Linked DNA regions of Zea mays: region 2 is linked to region 1. Evidence: chromatin contacts called from public Hi-C data. All regions are on one chromosome and are shown on one strand. Each heading gives the region's core, a stretch centred on a gene start, on an enhancer-like site or on the middle of the called end of the contact. The rest is flanking DNA. Distances are from core to core; before and after follow the strand shown. Region 1 holds the start of LOC103640907 (alanine--tRNA ligase). Region 2 overlaps LOC100191488.

Region 1 (4,229 bases), core at 784-3,283:
ACGCTATGAGCCGTGAAAAGCCACGCTTTAGCGCTTTAGGGAGGTCCAGCTCCAGCCCAGCCCACGAGAGAATCATCATGCACCCTAAAACGAGCCGATGAGGCGTCATCCGCCTGATGCCTCAGCACCCCTGCGTCTGTCATTCACCGCAGTGCCATCGGCGCCTCCCCTGCCCTTCGTCCGCTCCTGCGACACAGCGAAGGGCATCCATCACTGCCAATAAGCCCTCATCTGCCACCTCCCGCCTGCTCGCAACTCGACGAGCTCGTCCGCCTCGGTGCCTCCCCTGCAGTGCTGCTCTCAACCGCCTCCATGCTTGGCTCCCCCGCCTCCATGCTTGGCTCCCCCGCCTCCCCCTGTGTGCCTCCTCTGCCTGCCAGTGCCCGCCTCCCCCTGCTCGGCTGCTCTCATCTGCTATTCCGCCTGCCCGCCTGCCCGCCTCCCCTGCAGTGCTCTCATCCACCTCCCCTGTTCCCAGCTCGTCCACTGTTAGTCTGCCAGAACCCAGATTGTCTGATTTACTCTATTCTTTGCACTTGCAGAGTGAAATGGCAAGCAATAGTGATGCCAATGCATCTGTAGTTGGTATTTCCCTTGATATTATTATGTGAACTTATGTTATATTGATATTTTGTCCATGTTGTTTAGAGTTCAGTAAACAAGGGAACGAAGCGACCGATAACGTCCCCTCGGGGAGGAGAAGGGATTGACTTCGGCTCCTATTACCTTTGTTTACCAATCTTCAAATTGGTGAATTGGTTAATAGGAAGTGCGCGCTAGCACGCTTCATATTTCTAGTAAGACATTTTAAAGCTCGCATAAACGTTTTGAAGCCAAAAGGTACTCATGAGCGCTTCAACTGTGTATCGCTTTAATAACCATGGATGTAACCATTCAAACTTTCAAAGTGCAATTTGATCATCACAATCAGCTCAGAAACACCATCACTGAAACCATTACATGCAGGCAGAAAAAGAGCATATTTCCTTTCGAATTTAAAAACATAGGTAGCTAATCTCAGAACCAGCAAAGAAATAGTTCTTACGAATTTGTGGGAATTTCAACTCTAAACAACCAATTCATTTATCACAGAAACTTCCAAATCGTTAAATGGATAACAAAAAAGTCCATCTTGTCATATTTCTTATATTCATATAATTATATAGGAGTCCAGAAAAGTGCCTCTGACCACTGGAATACCAGATCACACAAATCAAAAACCCTGGAATACGACCAAAACCCATGTTTCGTGCAATGGACTCAACTTCCATTACCATAAGCAGCTCCCTCCTAAATCTGCAGCCTCGAACAATCTCATGGAAATCCAACACACTAGCCTCGAAGCAATCAACCATCAATTAGAATTGGGCGGCAAAGGAGTACCTGGGTGAGAAGCTCCCAGGCCCATCTGATGGCCTCCTCCTTGAAATAGTCCCCGAAAGACCAGTTCCCAAGCATCTCGAAGAAGGTATGGTGGTAGGTGTCATTCCCCACGTCGTCGAGGTCGTTGTGCTTCCCGCCGGCGCGGATGCACTTTTGGGTGTTACAGGCACGGTGCAGGCGGCCGAGCGGCGAGTCCGGCGCCGCTGTGCCGAGGAAGACCGGCTTGAACTGGTTCATTCCAGCGTTGGCGAACAGCAGCGTGGGGTCGTCGACGGGGACCACGGGACTCGACGGCCACCTCGTATGTGCCTTGGACTCGAAGAAGGTTAAGAACTCCTGGCGGATCCGCCGGGACGGCCACGCCGGCGACGGATCCATCTGAGGCGGGGCGGCGGCTGGGGAAGATGAGAACGATGACGAGAAGGAAACTAGGATGGTGGCGGCGGGCAAAACCCTAGCTTCGAGACGAGTGAAGAGACGAAGCAGGCGGCACGCGCGTGGGAGGGTCGGCACGGTCAGCATCCACCCATCTAGGCTTCGTCTGACAACGACGAGAAATCTTTTCAATTACAAACTTCAGCCCCTTTCAGGCAACGCCCAGAACTTCACATGTCCAATGTCCAAACGGGCCGGTCGGTCGTGGCCCGACACGAGCGTGTGATTTGATGTTGAAGCATTTAAAATTCACTAGGTGAGTGCCCGTGCGTTGCAACGGAATATAAATTATTCGTTAAAATGTTAGCCTACAATGATTACAGTAAGAAAAACAACACATAATTTATAATCAACATTGTAGTCCTCTGCAGAGACAATGTTTGAGAGAGGTCATGCTAACAAGACAAAAAATCTAAAAGATAATTATTTATACGCAGATGTTCTTATAATAGTATTTCACATGTCCTATGTAATGAAAACCATCAATTGTCACTATTTTAGTATTCCTTGTGATTTAATCTTCTCCCATACATCTAGCGAACCTTGTATGCATAGATGAAAAGCAAAGGAGACAAAATTGGCAGAGATATATACTTGTAGTTCCATTGTAATTTCTCAAACAAATGGCACAAGCGAGTACACATTTATTAATATAGCAGAAAAATAACACAAAAAATAGCCAAAGAAGGAAAGAAAAAGAAAAACAAATAAAAACTACCAATAGCACCCAAAATAAACTAAGTACTTTGCAATATGGAAATATGGATTCCATTGCACGTAAACCTTTCTATCTAAAGAAAATATGATATGATGAAAGAGTGGAACATAGGTACATAACCTGACCTGAAACCATACTCATAACTCTCAGTTTATCAGGTGAGCGGTCAGTACAATGATAGAGCCAAAATCAGAATTAGCTTGTTACGGGCATCAAAACAACAATCACAGTCACCTTGTTCACGCTACATCAGCCAGAGGGCGGCAACATCGTAGCATACCCGGGGTAGTAGAAGCAGCACGCGGGAATCGACTCCACAGCGGGCAACAGGGACCCGACCTTGTAATGCCCCTCATTTCTAAATGATGAATAAATGATGGATGTGGTAACCTTTTGTTGTAGCATAGAAATTAGTTTGAAAGCAGCACAAAAAAGCTAATACATATAAAAGAGTTAACACTATAGATTAAGTAGGTTACAATTTGATTTGGTAGAATGCAAATACATCATTGTGGCAGAAGCAGCATATGTCCAGGTAGTAGGCGCTTCATACATCATATTAGCCTCCTCCACAATACAAAGAGCCTGTCATTACGTACAACAAATTCCACTATTAAAATCACAGCAATCCTGAACCAAATGTTGAATACTTTAAATTAAGAGGAAAGATGCATAAAACACAACTATTGGAACATGTCATTTACAAGTCTTATAAAGCCATGCAAGTTAAACCATTGAAACAGAGCATTCTATATGTTGACATATAGAACCTACAAGGTATGCAGGCAAGACAGGCTTCTCAAATATGTGGATAGAATCAATTTATGGGCATCATTTTTAGCCTTACCTTATGTGCTTATTAAAGAAAATAGTATTTTTAATGTCTAACTTGTTCAAACTTGATCCTTTGTTCTCCTGTCAATTTTCACTGTTATATTAAAAGCAAACACATAGTAGAATAGTTGAAATTGGCTAGTAAGATCTGTGAAACAGAGAGACAAGCATATTAGTGAAACCTCTTCGCTCCAATTCTTCACTAAATTTAAAGAATAAAACTTAGAACTAACTTGCATTAAAGAAATCAACAAAAGGATAATATATTCAAATAAATGAAGTTAAAATGGTTGGATCATTGCCCTCAAATTCAAGAAGCTAGGTTAAATCGAGGCCAAGCATTATAGTTTTTGATGCTCAACTGGACAAAAGGGTCTGCAACTATATCTATATATTATTAATATGTGTGCACCACACATATCTAAAAAATGGAAGGGAAGTAAACACTTATTGGTTGTTATTTATAAAAATGGGAGGTTATTACATCACAAATCATCACTCAAAGGCAGGTTATTATCAACTACATAATGATTAGATACGCATATAATCGATCTCTGCTTGTTTTCTTTTATGCTTCCTAAATGTGAAAGTTGTAGAGTAGTATCCTCTCTCCTGTCCAAAAAAGGAGTACTCATACCTGAGCTCAACAGTTCTAGAGTATGAAAGATAAATATAAGAAAACAAGTACTATTCTTACCCAATGATGAGGCATGATGTCAGGGATTGATTGCCTCCTCATGGAAATATCTCAAGGCATATATAGGCAGGGAAACACACCCGACAGCCATCCCTCACGCATTGCAGCTGCAATTTCCACTATGGCAATGAAACAAAATTTCACGGTTCTGGAGAAGTAGAT
Region 2 (4,229 bases), core at 472-2,971, 210 kb after region 1:
AAGCCCTACGACCAGCCTCCCCAATGTCTCTTAACCCTAGTCACAAGTTCTCTCTCTAGATCAGCCACGACGCCCTGCGTCGTGCACAACCTGCTCGCCTCCAAGGGCGACAATGCAGCTGCCACCCCCTTCTCCCTTCCCTCGCGTGCAACCCTAACCCATGAATAGTACTGCGGGTACTGTAGCACGGGGTACTATAGCACGGAACAATACCGACGGTACTATAGCACCGCGGATACTATAGTGCCCTAGCCATCCATAACAATCTGGCATCGCAGCGCTTGGGTTTCGATCTACATCGCATGGCTTCTGCAGCCAATTTCGTCATGTCGTTGTCCCCAACACTGTCGACATCCACATGGGCAGTCACTGCGCCCATGGCATTGTCGTCGATGCAGTCATCACCATCTTCATCGATGGTGGACTTGTGGGCCAACATAAAGGCTAATCTCGCAAAGATGCAAACCACGCTTCTGGTGGTTGAGCAGTGGTTGCTGCAGATCAAGGCAGCAGAGCAACGTGAGCGGCAGCCGGCGTTGGCCGCACAGCACTAGACGTTGGTGGTTATGCGGTTGCAGGCTACAACGCGTGGCCTCCTAGTGCGTTGGCGGCTGCAGCGGCTGCCCAGCAGATGCTCAAGACAATCTTGGTGGTGGTTGACCTCGGCACACACGGGCGCAACCTCGCCCTATCGGACAACCATCAGCAACCACATCGATCTGCTGTCTCCAAGTGCGAGCATGGTTCGTGTCCCGCGGGCGACGAACTTCAACTCTACGGCAGCGGCGGTAGGGAAGGTGCTCCCCACATCATTGGCAAGGACACACCGCTTAGCGCCACCACATTCCGCTATCGGTCGCCACGTGAGCGCCTCCGTTGGTCATTGTTGCGATCTACTCCAGATGGCCATCTATGTGCTCCCCTTTCGTCCAGATGACGTCCATGGGTGGCTGCGCACGTGTAAGTCCAATGCGCAGAGGGTGTCCGCCTTATCTTAAGGGGTCAAAAATAAAGTCATAGTCACATTCAGATTTAAAATAATAAAAATAAGTCAAGATGTAAAAGTCTTATTTTTATGTGTTAGGTTTATGTCTAGATGAGTCATTGTTAGCATCATCGTTAGGTTGCAACTCAAGGATGACATGCTTGTCCAAGAAGAGTGTAGTGTCAGTGCCCAAGAGGGCAGCTACAGTAACAGCGACACTGTAGCACGTCTCTTAGGTTGTTTAGATAAAGATAGACTAGTTTGTGATAAGATTAAAATTAGAGATAAGACTAAATCTAGTGCTTTGGGGGTCAAATAAGGTTGTGTTTAGTTGAATATACATAGAGGAATGGAAGGGGGCGACCACAATTTCAATAGTGTTTAGTTGAGAGTCACGTAGAGGCGAGGTAAACCCCGAAATAGTTTTTTGTGATGGCGTGATCCCAAAAAATCGAGGGAACGGTGTTGCCCCGGACCTTATCCCACTTTAACCTCAAACCAAACACATCCTAACTCTCTATATAAGGAGAGATCGTATCAATTGAAGGTAAAAAGATATTAGAAGGAAATCCAATCTCTCTTGCCAACCGTAGACAAAGTTGTGCAACCGCCTCCTAACCCCTTAGCCACAACTTCTCTCTAGATTAGCCATGACGCCTTGCGCCCTATACAGCCTCCTCACCTCCGCCGACAAGACGTCTCCCTCCCGTCACGTACAACCCTAACCCATGAACAGTAGACGCGGGTAATGTAGCACGAGATACTGCAGCACGAAACCATGCCCGACGCACTGTAGCACTGTGGGTACTGTAGTACCCCAACCATCCATAACAACAAAACCTTTTAGTTGTTCGATAGATAGAAACACGCTGAAATTCAGCTTGATATTAGTTTTCAATTTATGAAAGAAAGAAAAAATCTCAATTCACCTTTCTTTTAGACATATAGTATACATAGCAATATAGCATAACAAAAACAATATATCTGAAAAAACCAAAACATCTTATAATTTAGAATCAATGAAGTAGTAACGTATAAAATTTAACAATCAAAAGATATATATGAAAGAAATGGTGCACCAACGCCAAGCATGACAATGCTCCCTGAACCCTTATCTCAAACCGAAGCATAAACACTATACTATTTGGTGGATGATCATCCAAGCAAGAGCAAAACATAAGCAATATAACTTTTACAGCCACTTTACTTTGACTGCATAGAGTAATCTTGCTCACCATCTCCACACTAAGCTGGACAAAATTCACTATTCAGTCCACGAAGCCCCTAACATTTTTGCCATAAAGCTATATCTGTCTGCAGCTTCGTCAATCTGAAATTTATAAGGCAGTATATCAAATAAACTATTGAGTGTAAACCGAAGGAGTATTAGCAGCAGTTGCACAAACCATTTTTTGAGTTGGCCTGCCAGCTCCATGCCCTGACTTCCGATCAATGCGACCAATTATTGGATTCGTCTGCGGACTGTCCTCAGTGCTGGTACACAGGACATGCTGCAAAGTCTATCAATAGCAAAGGAAACATCGTAAGAGCAGAAAACGCAAATAGGTTTGAACGGATTGAAGAATATGAAACAGCTATTGTGTAGTAAACAACAAAAGAGAATGTAAGGTTAAACTTTCATTGAACAGTAAGCCATTGCAGATAAAACCACAAAAAGAAAAACAACAGCAAGCATGGTCAAAATCTAAATGGGTTCCCAAATAGGAAGAACATCAGAAACCCAAACTGATGGAAAACCCATCTGTTGGCATTGCGGCCAAGCCTGCTGCAGCCTAATGTGCAACTCAGACTTGTTGCCGTGGGCTGCCTATGTTGATAATAAAGTTTCATTAGAGATTAGCTTTCACCAATTAATCTAACTTCAAACAAATAGTATCTCTAGCTTTCGTTATATAGACACATATCATCTAAATTGAGGCAATCAGCTTATCTTGAAGATTGATATAATGTCGCTGAGATAGGTGTGGGTGCCTGAGTGCACGTCAATACGTCATGCACACACACCACCTAATGAGCAAATAATTTATACTAGTACCAAGTATAGAAGCATTCCTGACTCCTCACAATATCAGGAAGGTTGATTAAAGATTTTCCACGATAAGAAAAGCTCAGTTTCTTGCTGCACCACTAACATTTATAGAACTGTTTGCTGAATCTACAGCTATGAATAGAATGGTAATTGGCAACTGAAGTTTGATTCTTGGTTGAGGACTGCATTTTTCATTTCAAATGAGAACTCAACACATGATACAAAGATGAACTTACTGCTAATAACTTCAGTGAATGCAATGGCACAACACGATCGTCATGATCAGCTGTCAACAACATGGTTGCTGGATACTGGCAGTTATTACCAGAGCTTTGCTCCCAAGGTCTCCGTACATTATGAAGGGGAGAATATCTGTTTATGTTCATCAGGGAAGCAAATTGCAAAAGGGGGTCAGGATAAATCCAGTAGACTAAACCTAAGGACAAAAGCAAATGTAACTATTCTTTAGCAAAGGAAAAGAAAAGAACAATCAGGTCGACTAGTCAATCACTAAAATAATAATCAGGTGAAGCACCAAAACAAAAGCAGGTCATCCAACTGCCCTTACATGTTTTTGGACTGTGGCATTTCTCTGACAGAAAAATCAGAGAAATAATCTCATCAGGAATATATACCACAGATCAATTTAGTTATGTCTTTTTGTATACAGGGACAACACATTTGAATTAGCCTATGAAAATAGAGTAAATATGGAAGCATTAAGAAGCACATAATGTATCCCTAGCAAACCTTCATAACCCTGACAGTTCTAAGATTGTATTTTTTATTTAAAATCAATAATGTGGCCTAATGATTTTCTTAACAGTGCTGTAATCAGTCAGCAACTCAAATAACACAGCCATACTTAATGAGCCACTGGAACTCTTCTTCCTTATCTGAACAACCATAGTCTGTAGTCCATGCATGACCTACACAAAACAATAAACAACACTTCTTATTCGTAAGTCGTAACAATATACAGGTAAGAGCATATAGCTAATCAAAAGCAGAATTGAAAATAAATGGGAAATACAAATGGCACCCTTATCTATTACTGACTCTCTGAGCTTGCATTCCCATATATCTTATCATTGAGCAAACACCAACAAGAAATGTGACAGGTCAAAACTCAGAAAACACTTAAGTCGCTTCTTAGTAGCAGTTCAGCATGTGGGATCCTGTTGGATATGTTAT

What was found. Hi-C and Micro-C count contacts between places; a contact is called where the count stands out from the background.
Region 2: a Hi-C map of tassel shows a contact between it and region 1, with 2.8 times the contacts expected there. The contact joins the enhancer-like site here to the promoter of LOC103640907 in region 1. A contact is called at or near these places in 9 of 25 Hi-C or Micro-C datasets (ear, endosperm, leaf and 2 more).

What each region holds. Positions count from the first base shown.
Region 1 is chr10:18,170,237-18,174,465 of Zm-B73-REFERENCE-NAM-5.0, forward strand. LOC103640907 (alanine--tRNA ligase) reads right to left here and starts at 2,034. Exons shown (of 22, transcript XM_008664354.2): 1 at 1,384-2,034. The coding sequence starts at 1,905.
Region 2 is chr10:18,377,445-18,381,673 of Zm-B73-REFERENCE-NAM-5.0, forward strand. LOC100191488 reads right to left here. Exons shown (of 12, transcript NM_001136920.2): 9 at 3,901-3,964; 10 at 3,272-3,407; 11 at 2,392-2,505; 12 at 1,971-2,315. The coding sequence ends at 2,250. Among protein-coding and RNA genes, the nearest start is that of LOC100191488, 14 kb to the right of the region's middle. Within about 2 kb of position 1,722, at least 10 of the 20 cell types and tissues checked have an H3K27ac peak or open chromatin away from gene starts, as enhancers often do. A contact at or near this core is called in ear and tassel, where this site is marked.